Linked DNA regions of Danio rerio: region 1 is linked to region 2. A link is a contact called in public HiCAR-type data. All regions are on one chromosome and are shown on one strand. The core of a region is the stretch at or near the end of the contact, and the rest is flanking DNA. Distances in the headings are between cores, read along the strand shown. Region 1 holds the start of arhgap46b (Rho GTPase activating protein 46b). Region 2 holds the start of phf20b (PHD finger protein 20, b).

Region 1 (3,252 bases), core at 42-2,541, 160 kb before region 2:
TATATATATATATATATATATATATATATATATATATATATATATATATATATATATATATATATATATATATATATATATATATATATATATATATATATTGAGTGTTTAACCAAAGTGGTTGAGTAATTAATAAATTACACAATAATAGGTTAAGAATAACCCAATAGCACCAAATATTTTAAACTGAACCATTGGGTTAAATAAATAACTTTTTTTATTTTAACAATTTTTAACAATACGTCTTATTCTCTCATGTCTTGTGAACGGACTATTGATTGTTTTATTGTGCCGTTAGTCTTCAGAGATATGCTATATAAACAAAGTGGATATCCATATTTGTTTTGAGATGAAAGACTAACTTTGACACTTCCAATAATTATGTATGCAAATTGGAGCACTGTAAGAAATGCTGGATTCCACACAATTCCTTCATGTTTTCCCAACACAAATGGATTGAGTTAACTTCATTGTTCTTACAAATTTAAGTTGATTGAACCTAAAACAATTAAGTTGTTCCAGAAACGTAAGAATTGTGTGATTTCAACTCATTTATATAAGTAGTTTAAACAAACAGCAAAAGTAATTTTTGAGTGAGGTGTATTCTTTTATATTAAGCAAGATATACATTTTTATTCCACTCTGTATGGCCTAGTCATTGTTAAATGTAAAGTAGCATAACATAGTAAAATAACATAAATGAGTTCCAGGACACGGTGGCTCAATGGTTAGCACCATTTCCATTTTCCCCCACAGTCCAAAGACATGCTCTTGTGAATTAAATAAACTAAATTGGCCGTAGTGTATGTGTGTGAATGTGTGTAAATGTGTGTGTATGGATGTTTCCCAGTACTTAGTTGCAGCTGGAAGGTCATCCCCTGAGTAAAACATGCTGAATAAGTTGGTGGTTCATTCCGCTGTGGCGACTTCTGACGAATAAAGGGACTAAGCCAAAGGAATGAGGAATGAGTTCTAGATGTGAATGTGTCAACGAATAAGTACTAGAAGAACATAGTGGAAAAATATTAGCAGGTAATAAAATTAGTTGTAGATTTATTTAAACAATAACATCACAGCTTGCCATACTTGCGGTAATGTAGCTATGTATGCTTACAGTACTCGTTGCAAACTGTCCAGCAGAGGACGCTTTTCCCCAAACTGCGCTCATTCATCCCGGCGAAAGTCCAGCAGGCTGCAGCAGAGCTCAGGTTACTGGAGGGCGGAGGAATAATAACCTACTCTCTACTGTCTGCCCCAACTCTCCAGCGGGACAGAAAGCCTGAAGCCCACATTCACAGCCTGTTACTGCCAGAGGACACATCTCTCCGTTTTCACTCTCGTTACTACAAACAATGTGAGGAACATGGCTGACAGAAGGTAAGAGTTGGGGATAAACGTTCAATTCAGCTCTGAGTCGCGAGAGGAGCTTTAAACATCAAACTATGTTTGTTGGTTGTTACGAGGGTCCTGGTGTCACATTATTAGGATGTTTTGATGAAATGCAATGCAGGTGATACTGTTGTGTTTATGAAGTGCTGTGGACGGGTTGTGATGTTCGCACAAATGTTTGCACGGTCAAAGTTCACTGAAAGCTGGTTGTGAAGTTGCTGTCCGATTTTAAAGTGGTTTGTTTGATTTATTTGATTGATAAACTAACTTAAGATCTGGAAGTCTTTTGTTTAGTCATTAACAAGTAAATAATAACTTGACAAATGCACAACTGACAGCATCCCTGGCATTTTAAAAAATCAAAAATTAAAATGTACTTATTTTAAACTATGATTTTTTTCTGTTAAATTTTCATTTTATTTTTTTATATTTTATTAAACTTGTCAATTGTCAACCCTGTTATGCCATTATCTTATTAAAATTATTTACATATTAAGTGTATAAAAATTAAACTTGATTGCGCAATGTTGTTTTAAAATGCTATAATCATCAACTCTATAATGACAGAATCTTATTAAATAAGTTAAACAAGTTACTATAACTCAATATTAAGTAAGTCTACATACAAAAATATAAGTAAAACATAATTCTTTTAGAGAATCTGCTTTCATTATTTTTGTTATTTTATATAGTCTGAAAAAAAACCTGAATTTGTGTAGAAATGTCAGCATAAAGCTGCATATTATCAACATAATCCACACTTTGTACTCTTGTGACATTGAGCAAGATGCTGTAATTGTGATAAATTAGCTTTATAACTGCTAAACCACCTTCCACCTTGTTTTGTAAACCATATTAAAATGTATATATCACATCCAAAAATAAAAAACAAATATTGAACAAAACCATATCGAAATCCAAACTGTAGTTCAGGTTAACATTTATGGCTGCAGGATAGCTAAAATGTATACACCTGTATACATATTATAATAATATGATAATAATAGATATATAATAGATAATAATAATACAATAATAGATATCTATATGATCAAAAATGCCTCTGTATTATGATTAATATATATATTAGATCAGATGTGTAGAGCATCGATAGATTGATTAGGGGGCAGATTGATGAACAGATGTGACGCGGCTGTTGTAGGCTGGTCCAGTGTCGTTTTCCAGGTGTCGGCTTTTATGGAGTTAATAGGATGGATTTTGACATGTTTTATTAATCATGTTGCAATGCCATATCCTCGGTAGACCTCCTCTGAAGCCAGGACAAACACTGACAGCTTTTCTGAACTATTGAAATATTCACAAAGCCATATGGATGGAGTTACTGTTAGACCCGAGACTGAACGTCTGATAATGCGACCCAATTTGCTCACACAATTCGTGGTCCATGGATTTATTATGTATTAATGAGCAAATGAAGATAAAGAATAGTTGTTAATGTTTTTGTAACTTTTTTTTGTGTAATTTTCTATGGAGCTGGCTTAAATGTGTTTGCATAAGACATGTTTTGTGGTTTAAAAAAAAAGTGATTAATCACTAATTCATTAGCAAGTTATTAAGTTAATCAATTATTCACCCAATAATTGAAGTCTTTTTACTGATGTAAAATTGAAGTCGAAAGGTAAATTCTAAAACAACATACAGTACATTACCTAACTTCCCTTCTGTTTGTCAGTAAATTTCGCTCTCATTTTCTTCTTAACCTAAAGGTTTGTCTTTGTTTTGTAAAACACAAAAGAAAAGAATTTGAAGAATTTCCAAGCTGCTTTTTCCCAAGCATTTAAAACAACAAAATGAACTAAATAACTTCTCAATTCAACTTCATTCGTCACCTTAGAATGATAC
Region 2 (3,359 bases), core at 339-2,838:
TAAAATTACTGTTAATATTATTATATTGTTGTTTTTATCCAATTTTGTGTTGTATTTTGACACCAGCAATGTTTAAATTTACAGTAATTATATATATTTTAGATAAGTTTGCAAAGATTATTGTTCATTTAATATTGAGCCTTTAATTGTCAGTTATTATGGATTTATAAAGCAAATAGTCTTCACTATTCTTCACTATTGCACAAAACTGCAAGAAGTTTTTTTTTTTTTTTTTTTTTTTTTTTTTTTTTTTTTTTTTTTACATAAAGCATGTATTAACATATATAGTAACCATTACTATACATTCTCCGAAATAAAGGAGAATGTCACTGGGGTGGTACCTTTTCAAAAGGTACAAATGTGTACCTAAAAGATACTTATACCTTAGGGGTACATATTAGTACCTAAAAAGTACAAAAGTGTTTCTCTTAAATTTCTTAGGTACTTTTGAGGTATCAATATGGACCCTTTAAATTCAAATGTGTACCTTTTAAAAAGGTCCCACCCCAGTGACAGCTATCGTACCTTTATTTCTGAGAGTGTATGCCTAAATAATAAGTTGCATAAACTATAAAAATATATAGTAATCATTTACATGTCCAAGACTGTGATAAAAGATTTTAAAATTCAGTCCAGAATTACTTTTTACATTGAAAGTTTATCATTTTGTTTGTTTTTCACCAAATCAGTGACATCATTTATGAATTTGGCAATTAAATAGTTAAATAATTCCTGTAATTTTCTAAACAATTTAATAGTTTTTATCAGGACTGAGGTTGATTAACAGATTTATGCAAAAAAAATAAAAAAATTAAAATTAAACAAAATATTTATCTGATGCATTTTTAAAGCAGTTTAATTTACTAGATGTTTTCCTCCCTAACATAACAAAAGGGTAATTTTGAACACTGCACAAGGACTAAAGAATAATATATTGAGCATTGTCTGCCTCAGCAAATGTGGGACGAGTTATAAACAAATTTACTGATGGAAAAAGAGTGTCACATAAAAAGCTGTTACAATATCTCAGTACTATAAGCTTAATTCCGAATTTCAGCTGTGATTTCCTAAGCAGTGGCTGTGTGTCACTCAAATATGTCATTTGTTTTAAATTAAATAGATGGTTCACCCCAAAATGAACATTTGTCAACATATGATGATTAAATAAATGAAATTTTAAGTTTTGGGTGAACTGTCTCTTTAAGATCAAGAAAGCATCTAATTATGTAAGGTTACTAAAAACAAAATCATATTTGGGGGAAGTAAGTTTGTTCCTGAATGTATTTTAGTAGTCGCTATACAAAAGGGGAAAACATAGCCTATAACGTAATAATTTACTAATTTGTATTTTATAGTAAAAAAATAATAGCATACTTTAACTCGTTGTCTAATAGTAATCAGAGAATTCCTCAGAAAGTCCACATAACTCAAACTCACAGTGAAAAGCGTCTCTCCAACAGGCTCAATGACTCAAACAGCTTATGAAAGTGCGAGAAACAGAGAGGACGCGCCTGCGCAGACAGACTCCACCTCGTGGACACCGGCCTCGCTGCTCGCGCCGGAGAAAACAAACTGCGTGGATGAAGGCGCTCTCAAAGCATGCGACTTAATGCACTCTCGGCGCATTTGGACTCGCTTTCTTCGGTTTCGGAGTACATTCATCTGCAATAGAGGTAATGCTGGCTGTGTTTATATACTGCAAACGAATAAGCAGCTGTCTCCGGCGGTTAGTTTGTAGGAATTGTGAATTTGATCATTTTAATGTGATGATGCTACTCTGTTAAAACGAAACTTGCCTCCGTGCATGTGTTCCCCGTTTGATGGTAATGGGAGCCGTGGAAGTGATTTTGTCAAATAGGTAATTAATGAAAATTGTCGGCAGTTACAGTCATGCTTATTTGATAGGTCGTGATGAATGCACATTTAGCGCTTCTTGGACCGTTGGAAGACTTTTGTTCGACTCATCATTATGGTAGTCCCATGCAGCGAGGAGTAGGCCGAGCGGAGGCCGCTGAGTGTCAGCTTTGATTGACAGGCGCGAAGCCCTATCAGAGCGCTGCAAGCAGCGTCAGACAAGGCTCCGAACCAATCACACGCTTTGCTGTTGTTGCGCACCGTTGTCGGCAACTGAACAATGTAACGTCAAAATAGGCATTTAAAATGTCAAGCTAATTAAATATACTTTATTCAAGAGCTCGACTCATTGTCTTTACATTCAAATCGTCTAGCATAGCATCTGTGTTTGCTTCTGTCAGTTCGCAACGTCAAGTTCGCAGACAACGTTGCACCCACGTTTTCTTCGCTTGCGAAGTGGAGGAAAAGTCAAACGCCTGAATTCACTCATTTTCGTTGATATTGCCTTATGTATTATCAAATTGGTGTTTATTTTCAGTCATGGCTGTTCAATGCACTGATTATGACTTGTTATGACAGGCATGGGAAGATGAGCCGCTGGCCTGACAATGTAAACAACGAGGAGGAAACGTATTGCGCGCCATTTGCGTCACGCAGCGTGCCAGCTATTCTCGACGCGCGTGCCCGTTAAGTGATAGAAATTAGGAGACGGTGAATGCGTGGATTTAATCGAATGTGCCGGTTTCCCGCGATTATGACGTATCGAGAATGTATGCGTCCTGTAGGAACGTGTCGATCCACGAGGACGGACACGAGCCCGGCGGTTGCGCGCGCAGCACTAGATGAGCACGCGAGGCGATTATGAAACTTAAAAGACGCGGACGCGCTTTTATGTGATGATGATGATGATGACAAGCATTTGATTTGTTTGTTCGTAATGAGTTTTTCTTTATTATTAACGTTCCAATGATTATGTATAAATGTATTTAGTGCTACAATGTTCACTTCCCTTTTCCCTCTTCAAACTGGCCACTTAAATCTTAATGTTTTCTCCAATTCTTTTAGCAGACTTGGAAAAAGTGCTTAAAGGACACACATAATAAGAATTATGTCATCGTTAACTTATCCTCATATCTTTCCATAATATTACGTTTCAGTCCAGTAATTCTAAAAATAAACTACTGAGAGGCAAAATACACTTTAGAGATTGGGGAACGGTGTTTACTTACTGTTAAATGTTTGCTTCTGTGCTAAAATGATGTTAAATTTAATGGTCAGTATATATAACATATTATTATTACCGGTAGTTAAAAAGCAAACACAGTATTTCCTGTTGTGGATAATCAGATAAATACTATATATATATATATATATATATATATATATATATATATATACACTATAGTATATATATATATATATATATATATATATATATATACACTATAGTATATTATATACTAGGCCTACTACTGCAAATTAAATTAATAATAATACTAATATAA

What was found. HiCAR-type assays count read pairs that join an accessible place to other places.
Region 1: a HiCAR-type map of caudal fin shows a contact between it and region 2, with 7 times the contacts expected there. The contact joins the promoter of arhgap46b here to the promoter of phf20b in region 2. A contact is called at or near these places in 1 of 18 Hi-C or Micro-C datasets (caudal fin) and 2 of 4 datasets of contacts at active chromatin or transcription factors (caudal fin and embryo).

Annotation. Positions count from the first base shown.
Region 1 is chr23:16,738,427-16,741,678 of GRCz12tu, reverse strand. It overlaps arhgap46b (Rho GTPase activating protein 46b), which reads left to right and starts at 1,291. Exons shown (of 12, transcript XM_073939563.1): 1 at 1,291-1,377. The coding sequence starts at 1,364.
Region 2 is chr23:16,577,034-16,580,392 of GRCz12tu, reverse strand. It overlaps phf20b (PHD finger protein 20, b), which reads left to right and starts at 1,588. Exons shown (of 18, transcript NM_001004114.1): 1 at 1,588-1,673.